Regions from separate parts of the Mus musculus genome. Here region 2 is linked to region 1. A link is a contact called in public HiChIP or PLAC-seq data. All regions are on one chromosome and are shown on one strand. The core of a region is the stretch at or near the end of the contact, and the rest is flanking DNA. Distances in the headings are between cores, read along the strand shown.

Region 1 (6,773 bases), core at 1,601-4,100:
CTTTTCTTTTGCCCATCGCCTGCCTTTAAACATGACCCATTGGGTCTTGCTGCAATCATCAGACTTCCTTACACAAACACCTGCAGTTTCTAGCACCCAACTGGCCTACTCTGGATCTTTAGCCCATCACCGAATCCCCCAGCCAGCAATGCAGTCATTATCACACTAATGAATTATTAAAGAAAGCTTGGATTTAGAGGAGGAAGGCCAGCCAGCTCTTTTTGGCACAGACCAGGGCCGAGCAGCCCAGTTCCCTCTCTGGGATCACAAAGGATGGGGTGCTGTGGATGTTGGCAGAGCCAGGTGAGATCCTGAGGTCCTACTGGACTCTGTTCTCAGAGTCAGTAGGTTTCTAGCTCACCAAGCTATGACCTCAGTATGCAGCCAAGGTTTGCACAAACCACACAAAACCCTTGATCTCCAGGGATAAAAGGTATCCTGGGGAGGAGAATCAGGAAAGCATGGGAGAGATGTCTAGATGCAGCCAACTTGTCTGATGGTTATTGATCATTCTTGCCAGATATGTTAACTGACAGATAAAAGCCCTAGCTCCCAGGTCACTGGGGACTGCCCTACTGTCCACCTAAGATGCTTAGAAACCTCTAAGCCTAGCTATTTTATTTTATTTTATTTTATTTTATTTTATTTTATTTTATTTTATTTTTTGACTAGGTCTCACATAAGCCAGGCTGGCCTAGAACTTACTTTGCAAGCAAGGCTGTGACCATGAAACTCTGATCTTCCTGCCTTCACCACTTGAATGCTGGGACGGCAAGTCTGTGCCATCATACCCTCTTTGGGCTCTGTGGTCAAGTACTCTATCCATCCAGCTACAATCCCAGCCCTCAGCCTGGCTTTCTAAGCTGGAAAATTCACGAGAGGGAGTGGGCCGGCCACGTGAATTGACTTCTGAGAACTCCCTAGCACACAGTGTGTCACCAAGGAGAACCACAGTTGTGACATTATTGTTCTTACTTGGCAAGCCATAAGAAAAGCAAAGGCAGAGTTTGTGGGTTCTGAGTTCAAATCCCGACCGGGCCCCCGATTGGCTCTGTGACCCTGAGTAAGTTGCTTCTTCCACGATCTTTAACACGCAGTAAAAGCTTGCACACAGGTTCATGTCTTCTAGGATGTTAGGAGATTAAATGAGCTGATTGGCTGGCTCCTCTGCAGAGCCTCGGCTGAACATTTGGGACTGCAGCGCAGAATGAAGTGAGCTATTTAGCACAGTTTAGAACTTTGGGTGGTTGAAACTAAGGCTGAATCCAGCTTCCTTGTAGGACGCAGGATTGGTCCTCCGGTGACTTCTGACTTGAGCCACCATATCCAAGAAGGGAAATGACAGGGGCAGATCACATAGGGTCTCACCGGCTGTGGAAGGGAGGCAGAGTTCCCTGGGTAACACTTCTTGGAGGTCTCTGTTGCTCCTTTTCCATACCTGCCTGGCTGAGAGCAGGCCCTGGATCAATACAAGTAGAAAGAAATGAAACATAAGACAGGCTAAGCTTTGTAACACCAGTCACCCAGAGACTGCACAGTTTACTTGACTCATAGAGTGAGTGCCCTGCAGAGTGGCCCCCATTCCCTCAGGTTCCCATGGGGTTTCTTCTGAAGCAGGAAGCCTTCTCAGGGAAAATCCCACTTTTTCCTGGAGCAAAACCAGTTTTTGATTTGCCAGGCACAATAGAGCATGCCTTTAATCCCAGCACTCAGGAGCCAAAGGCAGGTGGATCTCTGTGTGCTTAAGGCCAGCCTGATCTACATAGTGAGTTCCAGGACAGCCAAGGCTACACAGAGAAACCCTGTCTTGAAGGGGGGTGGAGTAAAACAGAAACATTCTTTTGTTTGTTTGTTTGTTTCTTTTGAGACAGGGTTTCTCTGTTTAGCCCTGGCTGTCTTGGAAATCACTCTGTAGACCAGGCTGGCCTCGAACTCAGAAATCTGCCTGCCTCTGCCTTCCAAGTGCTGGGATTAAAGGTGTGTGCCACTACTGCCCAGCCAGAAACATTCTTTGATTGGACCTTCGGATACAAGTCAATTATCATGGAATCCAAAAAACAGCCCCTGGCCTCTCTGTCCCATCATTAACTGCCTCCACTTGGTCCGTTGCTGGCTAGTTAGTTTGGCTCTTTAGTCTATAAAGACGTGACCATGGTGAATTTGTGTGTCTTGTTCATTATAGCACCCCTAGCACCCGTGGCAGTTCCTAGTGCCAGGCATGGAGTAAGTACTCAATAAATATTAGTCATCTGAAATGAGCCAGCCTCTGCAGAATGCTTTTCAGGGAGCTCAGCACGCTAGGCACACAGTACACGGCACAACAGCTGCTGTTGGCGCGTGGCAATATTAATTATAGACGGCATAGAGCACACTGCATGAAATAAAATAGTATGCAGTAAAGTATTAAAATATGGAAGAGGCCACACATGGAAGGTGTGCGGAAATTAGCCCCGGCAATAACAATATAGCACTCGGAGGCTTATAAAACCCCTGGGGTTGGGACTTAGCTCAGCTGGAAGAATGCCTACCTAGCCTGCATAAAGCCCTGGCTTCCATCCCCAGCACTGCATAAAACCAGGCCTGGCGGTGCGTGCCTGTAATACAGGAACTCAGGAGACAGAAGCCGGAGGCTCATGAGGTCAAGGTTATCCACGGCTATGTGGCAAGCTGGAGGCCAGCCTGGGCTACATGAGACTTTGTCTCAAAAATAAAGTTTTACATCCTTGGGACATGCTATGTCATTTTGTTGAAATCCTTCCAAGTAGATGACAGTATCAGTGTGACCCACGTGTGACAGACAAAGGAAGGATCCTGGGTGACTTAAGATGACTCAGAGCCACACAGTGAGCCAAACAGGAAGTTGGCCCAAATCCCATGCTCTTTTCCAGCCGTCCCCAAGCTGTGGGCCCAGAAGGGTAGGGATTGTGGCCACCAAGGCCCCACAGCCAAATCTTCACTCTCTGGACATCATCCCTGTCCTCTGTCTGAGCCAGACAATGGCACAAAGGTGCCTGAATTCTTGAAGGCAACCTGGCTGGAAGCGTGTGTCTTGCTTCCTGTTTCCCTCGGATGCCAGCAGCCCATCCTTCTCTTTGATACATATACGTGGTATTCTTCTATCCCAGAGCCTTTCGGAGCCTGTCTTCTTTTTTCGTCCATCCCCCTTTCTTCCTTTTTACCAACATTTGTTTTTGTTTTTCGAGACAGGGTTTCTCTGTATAGCCCTGGCTGTCCTGGAACTCACTTTGTAGACCAGGCTGTCCTGGAACTCAGAAATCCGCCTGCCTCTGCCTCCTGAGTGCTGGGATTAAAGGCGTGCGCCACCACCGCCCGGCTCCAACATTTTTATTTTTTATTTATTTTTTTTAAGATTTATTTATTTATTTATTTATTATATGTAAGTACACTATAGCTGTCTTCAGACACTCCAGAAGAGGGAGTCAGATCTTGTTACGGATGGTTGTGAGCCACCATGTGGTTGCTGGGATTTGAACTCTGGACCTTCGGAAGAGCAGTCGGGTGCTCTTATCCATTGAGCCATCTCTCCAGCCCCCCAACATTTTTATATACATGGTGTGTGTATGTGTGTGTGTTGTCTGTGTGTGTGTTGTCTGTGTGTGTGTCCATGGAGGACAGAAGGCTTCAGCTCTTCTAAAGCCAGAGTTACAGGTGTTTGTAAGCCACCGTACAGGTGCTCAGTTCTCCTGGAAGAGCAGAAAGTGCTCTTAATCACAGAGCCATCTCTCTACCCACCCACCATAGCCATTCTGTTATTTATCTCACCAAATCTATGACCTTGAAAATGAAACGGCTATCCTGATTCCCTGCTTGTTAAATGTCTGGTCTAGTAGTTTTTCACTAAATGGGAATGCATGACTCTATTCTTCTTGTGGCGACCAGCTGGTGTCACCTTCTGTGCGAGACATTGTCTCACTCCTGTGGCCGGCTTACTACTCTTTTATCATGTGTTCTTTTGGCATTTTATTTAATAAATCATCTAGCTTTGTGTCATGCCTCCTGGGTCCAGCCATCCTACAAAAGACAAGCTCTCCTTCATCCCTGTCTCCTGGAGCGTGGTGACAGACAAGCTAAAGGCCCCTTAAACATTTATGAGCTCACTGATGAGGTAGCTTTACCGCCGTGGCTTTGATTTCGGAAGTGTGGCCAGCCGCCAAGCCAAGCAGTCTTCCCAGCCTCCAGGACACATGATTCTGGGACTCAAGGACTGTCTGATGGAATGTGACCTGATTTGTAACAGGACAGGGACTTAGTTTGTGAATTTCAGCCGTCGGCCAAGAGCCTTGTGGCAGACCGCTCTCAGTTGAATCTTTGTCTCCCCAGTGACTTGCAAGAAGAGTTCATCTCTCCCTGTGGAGCCTGCCGACAAGTCATGAGAGAGGTAAGTGCCTGGTCTCTTCCTGGAAAGCATCCCTGAGGTCTCTTAGGGGTCACACCAGACTGCCAGTGTGGACAGTTACTGTCTGGGCTCTATACTCTGCTGGCTGACTCCCAGGACCTTCCTGGGTTCATGTGAGTCACTGGAAACAAGTCCTTCTTTCGGCATACACAAGGCTTCTGTTGTTGATGCCAGGCACTGAGTGAGCTAGCTCTGGGGACAGCGAAGCCAGACTTGCCCTCACTGAGCTTCAAGAAGCTGTGGGAAAATCCAGGAAGAGAATTCAGGGGACAGCGGGGCAGCAGGGGCCTGAGAATGATAAACCCCAGCCCACGGGCCAATCCCAGCAAGTCTCTTGATTGTAGATAAGTCTGATGGGGCCACAGCTACTCCCAGTCTCTGCTGGGTGGACAGTAACCACTCCTGCCTTGTGGTAGCAGGGCTGAGCAGTTACAGGAAGACCACACAACCTGGAAAACCTGAAATACTTCCTATTTGGGCCTTTGCCAGCTGCTGTTCTAGGTGGCTCTCTTTTTGAAGGTGACATTCTAGTAGAACTATAACTCATGAAAAGAGTTTCACACTGGCCTAGATGGTTACTGTGTGAACGGCGGAAGGGCAAAGGGCGGTGGGTAGGCGAGCAGTGAGATTATAGGATCACAGGCAGAAGCTGGGCCTGGGTCACATGGCCATGCCACCCAGAGAACACAGAGCATGTTTATTCCCGAGTAAAGGTGAACTGAGGTATGCCCTTAGAAATGACGAAGATGACTAGTCTTGTGTACTGCGTATTTTACTACTGTTTTCGGAGAGTGGAGAAAAGCCAGGCATGGTGGCAAACCCCTGTAATCACAGAACTCCGGAGTTGGTGGGAGATTTCCTACAAGTTTGAGGCCAGCCTGGGCTCTGTAGCAAGTTCCAGGACAGCTGAAGCTATACAGGGAGATCCTGTCTCAAAACAAACAAAAGCAACAAAGTTGAAAAATGAGAGAGAGACAGAGAGACAGAGAGAGACAGAAAGAGATAGAGAGAGACAGAGACAGAGAGACAGAGAGAGAGACAGAGATTATAAAGGGGAAGCCAAGCAAGATATGAAGCAAGTGTTATTACTTATTTCTTATTTTTAATTGTGAATGTGCACACACATGAGCATGCAAGCGGGTGCCCGCAGTGCCAGTGTGGAGGTCAGAGTACATGTTTTTTTTTTTGTTTGTTTGTTTGTTTTTTTTGAGAGTCCATCATCTTCTCCTGCTGTGTTGGCTTCAGGGATCCAACTCAGATGACCAGGCTTGGCAGCAAGCACCCTTCCCGGCTGAGCCGTCTTGCTGGCTCTGGCAAACTTTATAACGTGTACCAACTCGAGGCTTTGTTAAGTGTAAAGATGAAAGGGTGGGCTGGCTGGCTGATTTTGCTCTCCTGGGATGGGTGGAATCCAGGGCCCGGGGTGTGCTAGGCTGTACACTGAGCAACATCCTGGCCTTGACCATGGGGTTTCTTTCAGGCCCAGTGGAGGGTGTTTTGTTTTTGTTTTGCAGGAGTGAAGTTGTTTTTGTTGGCTTGTTTGTTTTCCCAGACAGGGTTTCTCTATGTATCCCTGACTATCCTGGAACTCACCCTGTAGACCAGGCTGGACTTGAACTTAGAGATCTAACTGTCTGTCCCACACCCAGCCCAGTGGGAGCTTTTGGTGTCAACACGTGCATTAGGAGGATGTCAGGAGGAAGATGCCAAAGAAGTTCATGGCCCCTGTAGTCTCCCAAAATAAAAGCCACATGCCAGGGACGGCCCTTGAGCTGCAGCTTGCTCTGAGAACACTTGGAATCTGGCAGCTCCACCAGCCCCACACGAGCCCAGGAGAGAGTCAGCCACCATCATTCCTATCTCCAGAAGCATCAAAGGAAACTGAGCAGCCCCTGAGGACGGGAGACCAGTGGCAGCCAAGGCTGTCTCCAGACTCCCTCGTTGCCTATGTGTCCTGTATGCATACCCTGAACCAAGTGTGCCGGGAAGTGGGGGTAGGGGCTTTGCCACAAGGCGGCTTCATGCTGCCTGGTCTGTGAGCATTCTCGCTTTTGGAACTGGTGTTGCCAGACAGGGCAGCTTGGCTTGTTCGTCTGTTTTCTGCTTACCAGCTCTGCAGTTCACAGAACCCATTTCCCAAGGCAAGATGGAAAAGCCATCTCAGAGACATTTAATTCACACAGTGAATTTTACTTCAGCGAGGGGCAGAGCAGGGGTGGCACCATAGCTGTCAGCATGGTGACGGTGCCTAAAGAAGCCACCAGCAAGTACCAAGTCTCTGGCTCCCAGGGCCCCAACTTGATCCACTTGCTTATGGCCATTTTTTGGCAAACAGAGTAGATGCTGGCAAAGGAAT
Region 2 (6,773 bases), core at 1,898-4,397, 170 kb before region 1:
CCTCTCTGCCGTTTCCCCAGAGCCTCCGGTCACAGCAAAGTCTTTGTGTACCATTACATTAAGCCGTGTACTATTGTCACTGTGTCCCTTCAGGAGCATCACCTCATTTCCCTGCTTGCTCCCTTTAGTCAGGCTGCTGAGATGCCTGTGTGCAAAAGTGTAGCATCTCCTAACAATGGCTTGGGAGGAAAACGCATGCATGTGTTTCCATGTGTGTTACATGGATGCTTTAAGAGCAAAGCCACCCTTGAGGAGGGACCAGTAGGGACTGAGAAGCACCCTAGGGTAATGGTTTCATTTGTAGATTTCTGAACAGACAACTCCAGTCATTGATGGGTTTCTTCATATTATTTTTCCCTGACAAACAGCACGTGCACAGAGATGTATTAAACAAGACAGACCCTCCCTCTTCTCTGATGAAGACTTCATGTCAGTCCTGGCAAATCTATAAGCTTTCAAATGACCTGATTCAAGGAGTACTGGGAAATTACTCCGAGACAGCCAAAAAGGTCTCTGATGACATTTCACAGACTCTTGTCTTCGGTCCTTCTCATGGAGGATAGGGTGACCAAGAGATCATGGATGCTGGTGAGCTCACAGTATTCCTGCACATGTTTTTTCTTGCTTGCTTGCTTTTTGTTATGTTTGAGGCAGGGTCTCATGCGGCCCAGTCTTGCTATATAGCCAAGGATGACCTTAAACTTTGATCCTCCTGCGTACTAGAATTACAGGCAAGGGCCACCACATCTGGCTTTAGTAGCGCTGGGGATTGAACCCAGGACATCAGACCTATCAGGCAAACACCCTACCAACTGAGCTACACACACATATTCTCAGAGTGCCTGCTCTGTGTCAGACACGGTTCTAGGCAATAGGGCCTTTGATGAACAAGGTAACTCACAATGTCTATCCTTATGGGTTTCAGGCTGTGGTAGAGAAGACAATCCACCGAGATACAGAACATAATATCTCAGCAAAGGGACAGGCCCCTGGGTGACACGTAGCATCCTGAGCGAAGGGGAAGTATAGACAAAATCCCTGGGGTACCAACACACCTGACACACTCGTGAAGCAGAAAGGAGACCAGCCTGGCCAAAGCAGAGTGAAATGGTGGGTAGGGTAAGAGATGGGGACACAGAGGAAACAGAGAAAGCCACTGCAAGAATCCAGGTGGCCAGTGAGGACAGTGACCAGGGCAGATGCCCATTATCGTGGTACAAAAAGGTCTGAGCCAGATGGCTGAGATCAAGACCCGGTAGGCACATAACCATAGATAAGTAAGACATGTTACTTGATGTGCCTCAGTTTATTCCTCTGCGAATATCCTGAATGTGAGCTCCCTCACTTTATGGAGGAAAGATCAAACAAACCACACCTGTGGTGGGTTGGTTGTGAATGGCCCCACAGGCTCATATATTTGAATTCTTGGACCCCAGTTGGTAGAACTGTTTGGGAAGGATTAGGAGGCATGGCCTTGTGGGAGGAGGTGGTTTTGAAATGTTGAGGTTTCAAAAGCCCACCCCAGGCTCAGTCTTTAGCTCTCTCTACCTCCAACCAACTTGCAGATTAAGACATAAGCCCTTCCCTAGTGATAGGCCCTTCCCTAGTGAACCAACACTATTGCTGCTTGCCTATGGCTGCACTCCCCACCATGATGGCTATGGACTCACCCTCTGAAACTGTAAGCATGCCTCCAGTCAAACGCTTTCTTTTATAAGCTGCCTTGACCATGGTGCTTTGTCACAGCAATAGAAAGGTAAGATACCGCCTTCCCTGGTAGTCAAGGCTAATGGAAGGAGCAATGTCATGGCTACCTATCCTTCCACTGGGCTAGGGGGAGGCTCTTCACCCCTGCACTGTGCTCTTCAGACTCAAGAGGAAAGTAGCAAACAGATCCAAGTTCAGAACCATTCTCCAAAATGCCTGCCTGGTGATCCTTCAGTCAGCTCACAAAAAAGGAAAAAAAAAAAAAAAAAAAAAAAAAGGAAAAACTGATACTGTCAGGGACCAGGAGATACCAAGGAAAAGTCACGAGTCCGTGCAACAGGAGACTCAGGATCAGATATCAGACAAGAAAAGAGCATTGGAGCAGAGCTGGGACATCTAAACCCTTCCAAAACAGAGTTCACAGCATTGTACCCGTACAGGCATCTTCATTTCAGTCAGTGTACCATGGCCATAGAAGACGTGTTAGCATCAGGAAGCTAGGTGGGTGGAGACACAAGCTGGCCTTTCACCCTCCAAGGGCCAAGAAAGACTACTTACTATTATTCTTTCAACAAACATTGAGCAGATTATCAGGCCACTCCGTCCATCTACAGGACAGCGTGGAGAGGCGAGACCAACCAGGGAGCAGGCAGAAAGAATCAAAGCCATGCATCCCTGCAAAGGATGCTTCTCCAGGGGACACGATCAAAGCCATGCATCCCTGCAAAGGGTGCTTCTCCAGGGGACACGATCAAAGCCATGCATCCCTGCAAAGGGTGCTTCTCCAGGGGACACAATCAAAGCCATGCATCCCTGCAAAGGGTGCTTCTCCAGGCAAAGGGCTCAGATAGGCCAGAGAGAGCTCTGCCCTAAGACCAGCGCCCAGCATCCAAAAGGAGGCTGCCAGTGTGCCAAGATGGCACAACCCATGAGGTGCTTGATGTATAAGTCTTTTGATGTAAGTTCAGTGTTCAGAATCTATGTGAAAGTGGAGGGTGGCTACATGAATGGACTCTATAAAGCTGTCTCTGACCTCCTCACGCAAGCTGTGGCATGCAGAACTCCCACCCACCCACCCATCCACCCACCCACACACACAATAACAACAACAACAATAATAATAATCTAATTTTAAATGCTGCCCAAAGGCCCTTGACATTCTTGTTCCCACCAGAACATCTGAATTACCCGGTTGACCTTCAGATCTGATTCCAAACACTAACTACATTGGCCCAGTCACACTTTCCCTCCCATCCCTGACGGAGACTCAACCAACAGAATCAGTTTGTTTAAACTCTTTACTGTTGGCACGGCTACCTACATCCCCCCCTGCCCGCCCGCCAGTCATCCCTGCTAATCACTCAACAAACCATGCGTCATGACTGTTCGTCACTCAACAAACGTTTACTCAGGATGATCAATGAAGCATGACACCAGAGCTGCCCACGGATCTGTCGGAAGGGTTTGATCTCAGGTGTGCCCTCCAGCTACGCAGTCATGACTGGCCCCTGAGCCTGGTTTGTTCGTTTGTTTGTTTGTTCCACCTCAAAATAGGAATAATAACAACCCCAATATTGATATGCATGCTCACTAAGAGATAGATGACTGTTGTGTGTTGCTGTTTAAAAAAAAAAACTGATTTTGGGTATTTTGGCAACTTTCGGTAGAAAAAGTTTATTTTATCTTTGATTTCCAGTTTACAGTGAATCCTTATATGGAAGCCACGGAGGCGGGAGATGGAAGCAGCTGTTTATATCACATCTACAGTCAAGAGCGGAGAGAAATGGATGCCAGCTTCATATGCAACTAGCTCTCTTCACTCCCATACAGGTCAAGGCCTGAACCCAGTGAGTGGTGTCACCCATGGAGGGCTAAATCTTCCCATATCTTGTTAAGGCAAACAAGACAACCTCCCACCACTCCCACCCCCTGCCGGAGCAAATGTGCACAGCCCTACACACACACACACACACACACACACACACACACACACACACACACACACACACCCCAGCCAGCTGATTAACAACCTGTCACCACAACTCCCTTCCAGGTGTTAAATTGACAGTTAAAGCTGAGCATCATGGGTCATGGCTAAGATCACTCACTGCTCTCCAAGAGAACGTGGGTGTGGCTCCTGGTATCCATATGGTATCTCACAGCTGTCTATAGCTATCGTTCTAGAGAAGCCAGTCTCTTCATTTAGCTTCCATGGGCACACGGAGCACATACATACATCTGTACAGGCAAAACATACGTCGAATAAATAAATAAACTAGGCACCACACAATTCATTATAACACAGGAGACACACTATCAAGTAACAGCTTGTATCCCAGGGGCAATAGCCCCAAATTTCAGAGCTTCAAGGAAAGAATTCTAGGCTACCTTCCCTGAAGGTTTAGAGACCCCAAGATGAACTAGAGTTGACAACCTGCCAAAGCAGCCTGACACATCATGGAACTAGGAAGATGGCCAAGTCAGCAAAATGTTCACTGCCCAAACATGACTACCTGAGCGTGTCTCCATGACTCGAATCTAAAGCAAAAATGAAAGGCAAACATGGCGCCGCACGCCTGTAACCCTACAGCTGAAAGGCAGGGAGAGATCCATCCCTGGGGCTCACTGACTCCCCAGGTCGTCAGTGAGATCCGGGTAAAAGCCAGAGAGCCTGTCACAAGAACCCAAGTGAAGAGTAATTGAGGACCCTATCTGAAGTTGACCTCCAGCCCCCACATGCGCGCACACACACACACACACACACACACACACACACACACACACAGGGACAAACCGTCAAGCCAGACCCTCAGCAGCCTTGGACTCCTGTGGCAGCCCCAATCTTGTGAGCATGCTGGGGACTGTGGCTCCTCTGATGTCATCTGGCCACCCTCAGGAGACCCCAGGGATGAGGACCACTGGGCCAGCAGGGAAGGATGTCACAGCAAGAAGGCGACAGGGCAAGAACTGTTTTAAGTATCAATATACTCAAACTGCTTTTTCTCAAAAGGTAGCTAGCAACTCCAGGGAAATAAAACCTTAAATGGAGAACGAAGGTGGGGGGGGGATATAGCAATATTGGGAGAAAGCAAAGAACAGGAAAAGACTGGGGAAGAAAACAAGAAGCAAAACCATCACCTTCCTGATTGTGAACTCAGCCAGCCGGCTTCCCACTCCCCCTCCAGCTCGCAAATGCAGGAAGATCTACAGAACTGTCCCCCAGGGAAAGTGCTGAGAGTTACTTAAAAACAACCACTTAAAGTCTCCAGAAATGGCCCCAGGACTTCAGCAAATAAAGAAATGTTTATTCAGGAAAACCTACCACGATGCTGAGAACAAGAGCCTGAGATGCCTGGTGATTTAATCATGATTGTCACCTTGATTGAACTGAAAAGCATCTAGAAGATTCATAAGGCGCCTCGGCTCTCATTGAGACTGTGGGGGTGTTCCCAGAGAGGGTGAACCAAGGCTCTGAGTGTGCACTGCACCTCCTCACAGGCTGAGGGCCCATCGGGTAGAATAAAAAGGGGGGAGATGGGAAGCCAAGAGCATAGCTCGGCTGGGAGGGGGCTTGCTGTATTAGAATAAAGACCTGAGTTCGATTCCCAGGCTCCCACTAAAGGGAGCCTTTACACTTCTAATTCCAGCACTAGAGAGGCAGACACAGGCAGACCCCTGGGGCTCTCTGGCCAGCCTTGTTATCCTATGAGGTGAGTCCCCGGCCAATGAGAGATGAGAGACCCTGTCTCAAGAAATTGAAGAGGACAGCACATGAAGTACATTACCTGATATTGACCTCTGACCTCTACCTGTACTCATGTGCACGCATACACACACACACACACAGAGAGAGAGAGAGAGAGAGAGAGAGAGAGAGAGAGAGAGAGAGAGAGAGAGAGAGAGAGAGAGAACAGGGTTAGGGAGCTAGCTTGAATAGTCATTCTTTTATTTATTTATTTTTTGATTTATTCTCTCATACCTCGGGACCCCAGTTTCTCCTCCCACCTTCCTCACACCTCCCCTCTTCCCCAGATCCACTCCCATTCTTTCTCTCTGTTTCCTGGCCACCATCACGTGAGGTGCTCTGATCCCGACATCCTCCCTGCCATGTTGGTTTGAAACCATGAGCCAATAGAAACTAGTTGTCCCTTTGTGCTGTTCTCTCAGGTGTTTGTCACAGCAAGGAAAGGTCAGATACACATGGTTCACTTCCTCACCCACCCCATCTCAGTTTTAAAGAAACTCTACCAGGGTCAGTGGACCCTGACACCCCTCTTCCGGTCCCTCTAGCTTCCAGTGGCTGCCCCTCCCTCTGCTTGCTGCTGCAGAGGTGGAGTCCTGAGGAGTATGGCTGAGAAGCAGACACCCTTCTGCCTAGCCTTGGCCAGCAAGATGGAGGAGCAAAGCAAGCAGAGCACACTGAGACACACTGAGGTCCCAGGTGCCCTCCTCCCTCTAGCGCAGTCATAAAAACAGAGGCTTTCACTGAGAGACAAACGGAGGGCTCCAGAGACTATAGCCAGAACCTGCCTCACTAAGTGCCAACTCCCAAAGGGGAGGTGTCACTAGGAAAACAACATGTCACTGTCCCCACCCTCAGCCACAGCCACTGTCCCCCACCAGCCACTGTCTCTTCCCCCACTAGCTGCTGTCCCCAAGGAAGGCTCTGGAGAAAATGGAGCCTTCCTTCTCTGGTCAACAGGAGACACATTCACACAGGGGGCAGAGGATACACACAGGAGTCAGAGCAGTGGGCAATGGACAAGGTTGGTACCTGCAGAGATGAGAGAGAAGGAGGGGGGCACAGAGGGTGTGTCCTGACCAGTTTATCTTCTGTGCAGACATAGCCTCCAGTTCTAGTTGCCTGACCCCCCTCATTCTCTCTCTTTCTCTCTCTCTCTCTCTCTCTCTCTCTCTCTCTCTCTCTCTCTCTCTCTCTCTCTCTCTCTCTCTCTCTCTCATTCTCTTACACACACACACATGCACATGCATGCACATGCCAAGCCTAGGGTTTATGGCATGGCAGGGCTCCTGCATGGCAAACAACAAATGTGAACAGAAGAGTT

Evidence for each region. HiChIP or PLAC-seq counts read pairs in DNA pulled down with a chosen protein or histone mark.
Region 2: a FOXA1 HiChIP or PLAC-seq map of pancreatic cancer cells shows a contact between it and region 1. The contact joins two enhancer-like sites. A contact is called at or near these places in 1 of 484 Hi-C or Micro-C datasets (liver), 1 of 115 datasets of contacts at active chromatin or transcription factors (pancreatic cancer cells) and 1 of 9 other capture datasets (liver).

What each region holds. Positions count from the first base shown.
Region 1 is chr4:138,341,133-138,347,905 of GRCm38.p6, reverse strand. It overlaps Cda (cytidine deaminase), which reads left to right. Exons shown (of 4, transcript NM_028176.1): 3 at 4,342-4,399. Among named protein-coding and RNA genes, the nearest start is that of Pink1, 18 kb to the right of the region's middle. Within about 2 kb of position 2,850, at least 73 of the 459 cell types and tissues checked have an H3K27ac peak or open chromatin away from gene starts, as enhancers often do. A contact at or near this core is called in pancreatic cancer cells, where this site is marked.
Region 2 is chr4:138,506,440-138,513,212 of GRCm38.p6, reverse strand. The region is part of intron 3 of Gm32549 (a long non-coding RNA gene); the gene reads right to left. Among named protein-coding and RNA genes, the nearest start is that of Gm32549, 13 kb to the right of the region's middle. Within about 2 kb of position 3,147, at least 12 of the 459 cell types and tissues checked have an H3K27ac peak or open chromatin away from gene starts, as enhancers often do. A contact at or near this core is called in pancreatic cancer cells, where this site is marked.